Regions from separate parts of the Sus scrofa genome. Here region 2 is linked to region 1. A link is a contact called in public HiChIP or PLAC-seq data. All regions are on one chromosome and are shown on one strand. The core of a region is the stretch at or near the end of the contact, and the rest is flanking DNA. Distances in the headings are between cores, read along the strand shown. Region 1 holds the start of TNKS2 (tankyrase-2). Region 2 holds the start of IDE (insulin-degrading enzyme).

The links. HiChIP or PLAC-seq counts read pairs in DNA pulled down with a chosen protein or histone mark.
Region 2: an H3K27ac HiChIP or PLAC-seq map of skeletal muscle shows a contact between it and region 1. The contact joins the promoter of IDE here to the promoter of TNKS2 in region 1. A contact is called at or near these places in 1 of 47 Hi-C or Micro-C datasets (heart right ventricle) and 2 of 2 datasets of contacts at active chromatin or transcription factors (alveolar macrophages and skeletal muscle).

Annotation. Positions count from the first base shown.
Region 1 is chr14:103,394,150-103,398,812 of Sscrofa11.1, reverse strand. It overlaps TNKS2 (tankyrase-2), which reads right to left and starts at 2,389. Exons shown (of 27, transcript XM_001926556.7): 1 at 1,892-2,389. The coding sequence starts at 2,090.
Region 2 is chr14:104,104,187-104,108,849 of Sscrofa11.1, reverse strand. IDE (insulin-degrading enzyme) reads left to right here and starts at 2,279. Exons shown (of 25, transcript XM_001925381.7): 1 at 2,279-2,788. The coding sequence starts at 2,691.

The DNA of each region.
Region 1 (4,663 bases), core at 1,140-3,639:
TTTTTTTGTCTTTTTGTCTTTTTGTCTTTTCTGGGGCTGCACCTGTGGCATATGGAGGTTCCCAGGCTAGGGATCGACTCAGAGCTGTAGCCTCCGGCCTACACCACAACCACAGCAATGGCAGATCTGAGCTGCGTCTGTAACCTACACCACAGCTCAAGGCAATGACGGATCCCCAACCCACTGAGCAAGGCCAGGGATTGAACCTGCAACCTCATGGTTCCTGGTCGTATTCGTTAACCACTGAGCCACAACGGGAACTCCTATACCATAAATTCTTAATCTTTTAACCTGTATGTGGTAAATTATGATGGGTGAGTTGGTTCCTAAAATAAAATTCTCCTTTTCAGTCTGACCAAACTACATGAAATCTACATTAAAAAGTACTTTGAAATGCTGGGACAGAACTGAGGGTGGGAAGGTTGGGAGGAACAAGGTCAATCAGAAGCTAATCCATAACCTTAAACCTCCAAATATTACTATTTTCAGAGATGAACTCACTAATACAACAAATTCTTGAAAGGTAGCAACTAAGATCTTCCTTGGTTATTTTTATCCCACAGATCAAGTGAACAGAATCTAAGTAACACTACCCTTTGGATTACGTATCAGTTGGGTATGAAAGTTTGCCAAATCAGTTGTTTAAATGTTGACTACATGGACAAAAACGACAATCCAAATTAGCTGAGGAAAGGCAGCACTGATCACCAAAATTTTAGGCAAAATGGTGAAAAAGGAGATTTGATTTTAGAATTCTTCCCCATTCCCTTTCTGCTGCCTACAGTCTTGTTTCTACTTCTCCCACCAATGGCCTCCTAAATCTTCTCCCTTAAAAGGCTTCTCAGTGGGAGCCCAACAATGTCTGTGAATACGGAAATCTTTCCTTCTCTGCACATCATTCCTACTCCAAAAAACAGTGCTTTAAAACATATAGTTCTGCTTTTTCAAAAAATTATTTTAAACAAGCATGTAATACCCAAAATGAAAAACCAGGACTAACGGAAGTATGACACTCTATTCCCACTTTTAATCGTGCATGGCTCCCTTGAGGATAATCACGATCTTTCCTCAAAAAGAAAAGCATAAATGCCTTGTAGAAATGAGCTGTTTCATCTTTAATTTTTTAATTTTTCAATTAAATTTAAAAAGCTTATATTACAAAGTGAACCTAGCAAAAATTAAAATAAAGTACTTCAAACAATCTAAATCTCAGAATGAGGCGAGGCTAGTACCAATTTAAATTCTAAATCCAAGCTAGAGAACCTGCACCGTCTTTCCTCTCATTCTACTTTCCACCCTAAGTTGAGTCTGGCAGGGACTACCCAATCGCACCCAGCCTAAGTCAGATCTCAGTTCTCCCAAACTTGACTATTTCCAGTTCTAGTCTCTCTAGAAACTTGCTACCCTGATAAACTCATTAAGGGTAATGTGTCAATGGTCAATTAAGCTACTCTTCTTGAATTACACTCCTGCGTTTTATAAAAGCCTTTAAGATTGTATATCAAAGGATTGTTAAGTGTTACAGTGGAACGTGCAAGAACGATAGATTTTACAGTTAACTGGCCTTTAAAATCACAAGGTCTATTACATCTCTTACTCTGTGTGTACAAGGCCTTTCAGGTTAGTAAGACCGGAAGTTGGTACAGGTATTGTCGATACAAAACAAAACAAAGCAAAAACAAAAACAAAACTTCCAGTGAGTTCAGCACGCTCGCCCCTACTCCCCTACCCCCATTTCCTCAGTTCCCATTCGACAACATCGAGATGAATGGGACCGGGGTCCTATGGGAAAGGCCGGGGTCAGAGGAGCATTATGTCTGCTTTGGGGCCTGCGAGCCTGGGTGCGCAGGTGGGGTCTGGGGCGAGTCGAGGCGGCAATGGCCTGGGTTACCTGCGGCGAAGTGGAGCGGCGTGGACTTCCTGCCCGCCGTGTCGCGGCTGTTCACCTTCTCGGGCGTAACTAGTCTCTTGACTCGCTCCACGTCCCCGTTGCGGCACGCTTCGAACAGCTCGCGGGCGGCCGGCTCCACCGCCTCGGTCGCCGCGCCCGCGCAGGCCGCGCCCCCGCCGGCGCAGCGGCGGCCCGACATGATCCTGGCCGCCGCCGCCACCAGCAGCAGCGCCAGCAGCGGCAGCAGGAGCCCCGGCCCCGCGAGCAGGAGGGCGAGGGCCCCGGGAGGAGAGGAGCTCAGGGCCCGGGCCGCTTGACTCCCTGCTGTCACCGGGCTCGACTCAGTCCCATGGCCGCGCTGCCGCGCACCCCTCGCCCAGCCCCACGACCCCTGGCTGCCCTGAGACGGCGGAGGCACAGCGAACCCGCCGTTTGAGACACTAAGCGACGCGACGGCGGAAGCTGGCAAGGCCCCTCCTGCCAGCTCTGCTGAGCCCGGGAGCGCACGTGACGTCGTGCCGCGCGTGCGCAGTGGCGGCAGAGCGGCCGGCTGGGTTTCGGAGAGCCAGGCCGCGCGGAGGGGCTTGTGGGAAATGTGAGGCGAGAGCCTCCGGCCGCGGGAGAAGAAGGGGCTTCGTCCCACCGCCATCTTTGTGGTGGCTTTTGATGGAGTCGAACAATTCTGCTTATTGTCTCTGTTTAAAGAATGGATTTCCTGGTCTGAATTTCCTTACTGCTACAACACTGGAAAGAACTCTCGAAAGTTTTCTCTCCGATCTTACATATTATTTTGGACTTGTTATGAGGAAATGTTCCATTTTTTTCAGCTTCCACAATCACTTTCTCCTTGAGGGTTTCTTTTCTGGTTTGGTTTGTTTTTGTGCTCCCCCAACCCCCACCTCCCCAACCTTCTCCCTGCCCCGGCAACTGCTATTTTGTTGTTTTTTGTGAGCCACTTCTCGGAAATGAATGACTTGCTTGATGGGAAGTTTGGATGAACCGCCCCCAGATCGTTTAGGAAATTAGGAAAGCGATGAAAGTTTGTTCCAAGTATAAATTAATAACGGAGAGGCATTGCTCAGATTAATTACTTTTCCCTTAGTTATTAGCTCGGGACTAATTGAAGGGCCCATCATAAATCAATATTATGTTGATTTGGCTGAGGTGTGCTTATCCTGGGTATACACATTGCTGACAGTTTAATGAATTGTGATTTTTTTTTTTTTTTTTTTACTATGGAAGCAAGAAAAGCACATTATTAATTCTCACGCCTAAGGTACTGATGCAGCTGTTCATGATCATCCCGTACTCTATACCTTAGTCTTAGGAAACTTTTAAAAGAAAGATAGGAGTTCCCGTCGTGGCGCAGTGGTTAACAAATCCGACTAGGAACCATGAGGTTGCGGTTCGGTCCCTGCCCTTGCTCAGTGGGTTAACGATCCGGCGTTGCCGTGAGCTGTGGTGTGGGTTGCAGACGCGGCTCGGATCCTGTGTTGCTGTGGCTCTGGCGTAGGCCAGTGGCTGCAGCTCCAATTCGACCCCTAGCCTGGGAACCTCCATATGCCGCGGGAGTGGCCCAAAGAAATAGCAAAAAGACAAAAAAAAAAAAAAAAAAAAAGAAAGATAATGCAAACGTAAAGGGATACATATTGACCTTTGCAATGCAGGCAAGCATATTCCCCCTCCCCTGAATTTCTTAACCTCTTTTTCGGCAAATTCAGTTTTTGCTTGGGAATGTGCTCAAATTTACAATGCTGCCATTTGGTTTCTTTCCAATTTTTTGTTATGAACAAGAGTGCTATGAATATTCCTATGCATTCTTCTGGTGCACATGTACAAGTATTTAAAATGAGAGGCAGACATTTTGACCACTGCCTATAGTATAAGAAATGCATTTTGTGGAGTTCCCGTCGTGGCGCAGTGGTTAATGAATCCCACTAGGAACCATGAGGTTGCGGGTTCGGTCCCTGCCCTTGCTCAGTGGGTTAGCGATCCGGCGTTGCCGGGAGCTGTGGTGTAGGTTGCAGACGCGGCTCGGATCCCGCGTTGCTGTGGCTCTGGCGTAGGCCGGTGGCTACAGCTCCGATTCAACCCCTAGCCTGGGAACCTCCATATGCCGCGGGAGCGGCCCAAGAAATAGCAACAACAACAAAAGAAAGACAAAAAAAAAAAAAAAAAAAAAAAGAAATGCATTTTGTGTCTTCAGCCAGTAAACATACTTATACATAAAACAAAAGTGTCATCAAATAATAAAACAATATTCATTTCTTCAATGTTTAGAAAAATGCTAGTTATGACTTTCAGTTAATGGATTACAGAACTCACAAATGAGTGGTAACACAAGTTTTGAAAAACACTGAGGAAATGGACTATCCAGGGGTGGGATCACTGAGTCACAAGGAATGAATGTTCACTTTACAAGGTAAAGCCAAATTGTTTTTCAAAGAGATTGTTTAAAATAGACACACTAGCTGAGTTTAGGAGTCTTAAAAAAAACTCTGTCCTCATCAATGCTGGATACTGTCTGATTAATTTTTTCCAACATATGGAGTGTAAATGGTATCTCAAGGAGGTCTTAGTCCTCATTTTAAAAAGTATCAAATTTCTAAATTTCTCAGTGGAAAAATGCAAATTAAAACCACAGTGGGATAATACCACACACTCATAAGGATGACGACTATCAAAAGGACAGAAAATAAGAAGTGTTGGTGAAATTTATGGAGAAATTGGAAACGAGCATTCCTGGTGGGATTGTAAAATGGTGCAACTGCT
Region 2 (4,663 bases), core at 1,030-3,529, 710 kb before region 1:
CCATATTGTTGAGTATAATTTTTGACTGTTCATTTTAATTGCTGTATAGTATTCCACTATGTGACTATTCCCAAGTTTATTTTTTCTGTACATTTTACTGTTGATGGGATTTGGATTGTTTCCAGTTTGGAACTGCTATTAGTTGTGCTGCTAATAATGTATTTGCATGGAAGTGTGTTCATATTTCTGATGGGTATACAGCTGGAAGTGAAATTGCTGGGTTATAATGTATGCTTATGTGCAGCTCTAGTAGATACTACTGAATAGTTTTCTGCTGCCTATTTGTCTGCTCTTGTGCCATTACCAAATATTATCTCAGTTACCACAGCTTAATAGTAACTCTTAATGTTTGGTAGTATAAGTGTGCCAGATTCTGCTTCAAGATTGGTTTGGGTCTTCCGGGCCCTTTGCATTTTCATGTAAAATTTTGTAAACAGCTTGTCATAGCTTCTTAATTCTAAGGCCCCTTCAATCCATAGGCTTCGCCTCCCTTTCTTTCTTATTTTGCAATTTATTTGTTGAAGAAATAGAGTCATTTGTTGTATACTGTTACAAACATTCTAAATTTTGCTTGATTGTATACCAACAGTGTGATTTAACATATTTGTCCCCTGTATTTCCCATAAATGGTATTTACAACTAGAGACTTAATAAGATTCAGCAAACGTGCATTTGACAAGCATTAACTAACCACTGTGCTTGCTGCCAGGTGAGATACAAAAAGACATCATTCCTAATCTGTTGATGTTTACGTCTATGAAAGTTAAGATTCAAATAAGTGCCTTTAGAGAGTAGCAGCTCTGATCAGGGAATGGTTAACCCCAATGGGGTATGTGAGAAATGGCATTAAGGCGAAGTTTTATAAAGTCAATGCCTTTTCAATAGGTTTTGAAAGTTGCTAGAGCACTAACAAGCTAGTACTGCTGTAAGCATCAATTAGCTCTGACAGCTGTGGAAAATGGAATTGGTGGAAGTGGGGGGCAGAGGCGGAAATGTGGGGTAATGGCTCCCCAAAAGAAATGTCTAGGTCCTAATCCCAGGAGACTTCAAGTGTTATTATTTGTTAAAATTATCTTTGCAGAAGTAATTAAGATAAGGATGAGATGGGGTCATCCTGGATTACCTGATTGTGCTATAAATCCAATGACAAATGTCCTTGTGAGACAAAAGAAGACAAGACACACAGAGAAGAAGGCATTGTAAAGGTGGAGACAGACATTAGAGTGATACGGCCTCAAGCCAAAAAGAAGCTGAAGGAGGCAAAGCAGAGTTTCTCCCCTAAGATCTTCTGTAGGGAGTGCAGCCCTGCCAACATCCTGATTTTGGATTTCTGGCCTTCCGACTGTGAGAGAAAAAATTTCTGTTAAGTCACTAATTTTGTTGTAACTTGTTATGGCATCCACGGGAAGCCAATACAGATAGATGGGCTGGAGCTAAAATGTAACAGTGTGGAATTTTTACCTTACACGCACTAGGATTAGTTCTTCTTTGCTACCTCGGTTTTCATCCCTCCAAGATTTGCCTTTAGCTGAAACTATATGATAGAAAGGATTTCCCAGGTGTTCCCACTGTGGTGCAATGGGTTAAGGATCCTGGGTTGCTGTAGCTGTAGTGTAGGTCACAGATGCAGGTTGGACTCAATTCCGGGCCTGGGAATTTCCATATGCCATGGGTGCGGTGGGGGGAAAAAAGAAAAAAAGATCCCCGAGTACCTCTTTGATGAAGCAACCCCTTAAAGGATCCTTCTCCTGAATTCCCATTTGAAGCAATAATAGTATTCAAAGCACTGTTTTTGGCTGCAGTCTTCGTCTGCCACATCAGCAACTTAAAAGCACTTAAACCAGGAAATTGCTAACCCTAATTGAGCTCTCCTTAAAGACCCCAGTAAAAGAATGTAACAGAAAGTGAGATTTGTAACTATTAAATTGTTCTCAGATGCAAAAAGGGACTGAAATACATTGACAACAGTAGGAGTACTACATTCATGCGTGAGCGTTTGTTTTTTTTTAAATATAGTAGTAGCACAGAATGGTAGTTTCTATTCTGGATTTGTAAACCCACGAATGTCTGATTTTGCTGTAGCCTGTCCCATCTCCACTTTGCCGGTTTCCCAGATGGAAATCCAGGGTGCCGGCCTCCCTCTCAGGGACCCTCGGTCTAACTTCTCCCTCGCCCCTACCCCGCAGTCCACGCCCTTACCGAGCTCTAGAGGGAGCCCGCGGGCCGCGCGCCGCCGCGGATTGGTTTTCCGTGAGGTCGCCTAGTCGGCTGACCTTGTTCCAACACCTGTACTGCTGCTGCCGACAGCCAACGGGGGCGCCTGGGGAAACACCGCCCCTTGTGCCCTCACGGTATTCATGAGCTCCCAGTCCTCCACTAACACAGCCAGATACACATCGCTCCCCTTACGCGTGCGCCCGCCGTGACCCAGCCGGACTCTTCCCCGCCCAGGGAAGCCTGGTGGCTGGGTTGCCGCAGCACCCGGCGAGACTCCTTCCAGCCCGCTAGCTCCGGCCTTGGCCGCCCGCCGTCCCCGCCCCTGTCGGGCTCCCGGCAAAACCCGGAGAGACCGCGGTTCGGCGGCTCCCGGGAGGCGGCGCGGCGCTGCGTACTGAGCATGCGCAGTGAGCAAGGCCGGCTCCGGCGCAAGAAGGAAGCGTTCGCGGTGATCCCGGCGGCTGCGCTGGGGTATGCGGTACCGGCTAGCGTGGCTGCTGCACCCCGCGCTGCCCAGCACCTTCCGCTCCGTCCTCGGCGCACGCCTGCCGCCCCTGGAGCGCCTCTGTGGGTAAGCGGAGCGGAGCGTCCGGGCCCTCGGGGCCCGTGGGTCACGGCGGTTTGGAGCTCGGGTTGCAAAGTGGTGATTCAGCACTTAAAGCCGCCGCCGCCGCTCCTCACGCCGCCCCGTCCTGCGGGCCGGGGCCGGGACGGCCGTGTTGAGGCCGCCTGGGGCCCAGAAGGGTGGCTGGAGGGGAGAGAGCGAGGAGTCTGGCCCGAGAGGAGGGCGTCCTACGGACTGGTGAGGGCGGACGGAGGCTGTGACCCGGGGTCACGGGGCGTGTGTCACAAGTGCGGGGGGCTTGGCGCACGGGCGCCGAGTCACCCCGGCCCGCTCCCGGGAGCCGCGCTGGGCCGCGCCGCTTCGGGGCAGGGGGAGTCTGCCAGTGAGGGGCTGGGAACCCGAGGCTGACGGTCCCTTGCCGTGAGGTAAAGGAATTCGAGTCCAGGACGACCGCTTCTCACCTTCTTCCCAGCCGTGCTTTTTCCTGTGCGAACTGAGTTTCCACTATTATAAGGAAATCCCTGCATTGGGATCTGTAAAAGTTTGCCTGCCTGCACTTAGTGAGTAGCCCAGTGTTGGCTTTCCTGTAGGGAGAATTTGGGAGCCGGAAGATGCGTAGGATCCTTCACAGCAGCTCCCTTGTTTCACACCTGAGAACCGAGGCCCGGAGAGATTGTGTGATTTCCCCACAATTGCAGGTTGTGGCACGAACCGGGATGGGACGCACGTTTTTTTTGCCATCCGGTGGCGTGCTCTCTCCTCTTGGCTACTCTGTGTATACGGGAAATTTTCAGTCTTGTAGCGAACGCTGAATATACCCTTTACTGTGAAAAAACAGGAATTGGCAAAGCTGGGTAGTCTTGTCTTGCCTAACTTGGATACATCAGATTTGAACCCCTCCTCTGGTTTAAAAAATATCCAGGATCTACTAAAGGCAGGGCACAGTGATGACCCTCTGTGTAAGGAACGTGGTCTGCATTCAGAGTGGTTGGAGCGAATTAAGATGCCAGAAGAGTGTAGCCAGCAAAAAAAACGGTGTGTTTGAGAGAATCAGAAGACTGGCAGGACGTGTCTTAGGAGCTCGCTGCGGAGCAGAGATGGGAGAGGGGTCTGGGCTGGCCTTTGAAGGAAGGGCAGAAGGTGGGCAGGGGTGGGTATAGTCTAGCCTAGGTGTGCAGGTTAGTTGGTCCGTGTTGGGAGAACAGTGAGCAGATTAGTCTAGTTGGACCCTTAGAGAATTTACTTGGGGACATTAGGAGGAAACAAGTCTTGTGTTATAAAAGTAGGATCGTGCTAGCCCGGGCTTTGGCTTTTAGTTGCAGCTTTTCCAGAGAATAGTAGGTAGGGAGCCATCAAAATTTTTGAGGTGGGAAGTGATGTAATGAACTGGTAGTTTAGGAAATTAGTTTGGTGGCTGTGTGCAGGATTGTAAGGGAGTGGAGAGACCTGAGGCAGAGAAACTGCTTGGGACTTGGTTTCTACTGCCTGAACTAGGATAGTAGTAAAGATAATAAGAAAGCCTAATGTAAATGAAGAATCTGTGGAACTTTCCCTCTTCTATTTCCCACTACACCACAAAATCCATTACAGCATGGAAAAAGATCCCTGAATTTAGGGAAGTGGAGATGCTGAGCACAGGTGGGGTACCTCCCTGGTCCTCCTTCATGTCAGAACACTTTGTTTTTAATTGTTAATAGGCTGTATTTTGCTCCATCTTGTCTCCAGTGTACAGATTTGTAATTTTAAAGAAGGCATCAATTTTAAGTTTTATGCAACTAAAAGGTTTGTATATGTCCTATTTACAATTCTGTCTTCTCCGGTTTTCTCACACTGTTCTTCACTTTCATTGATGAAGTCTAGGGCATGGGTTGAACAACCAGA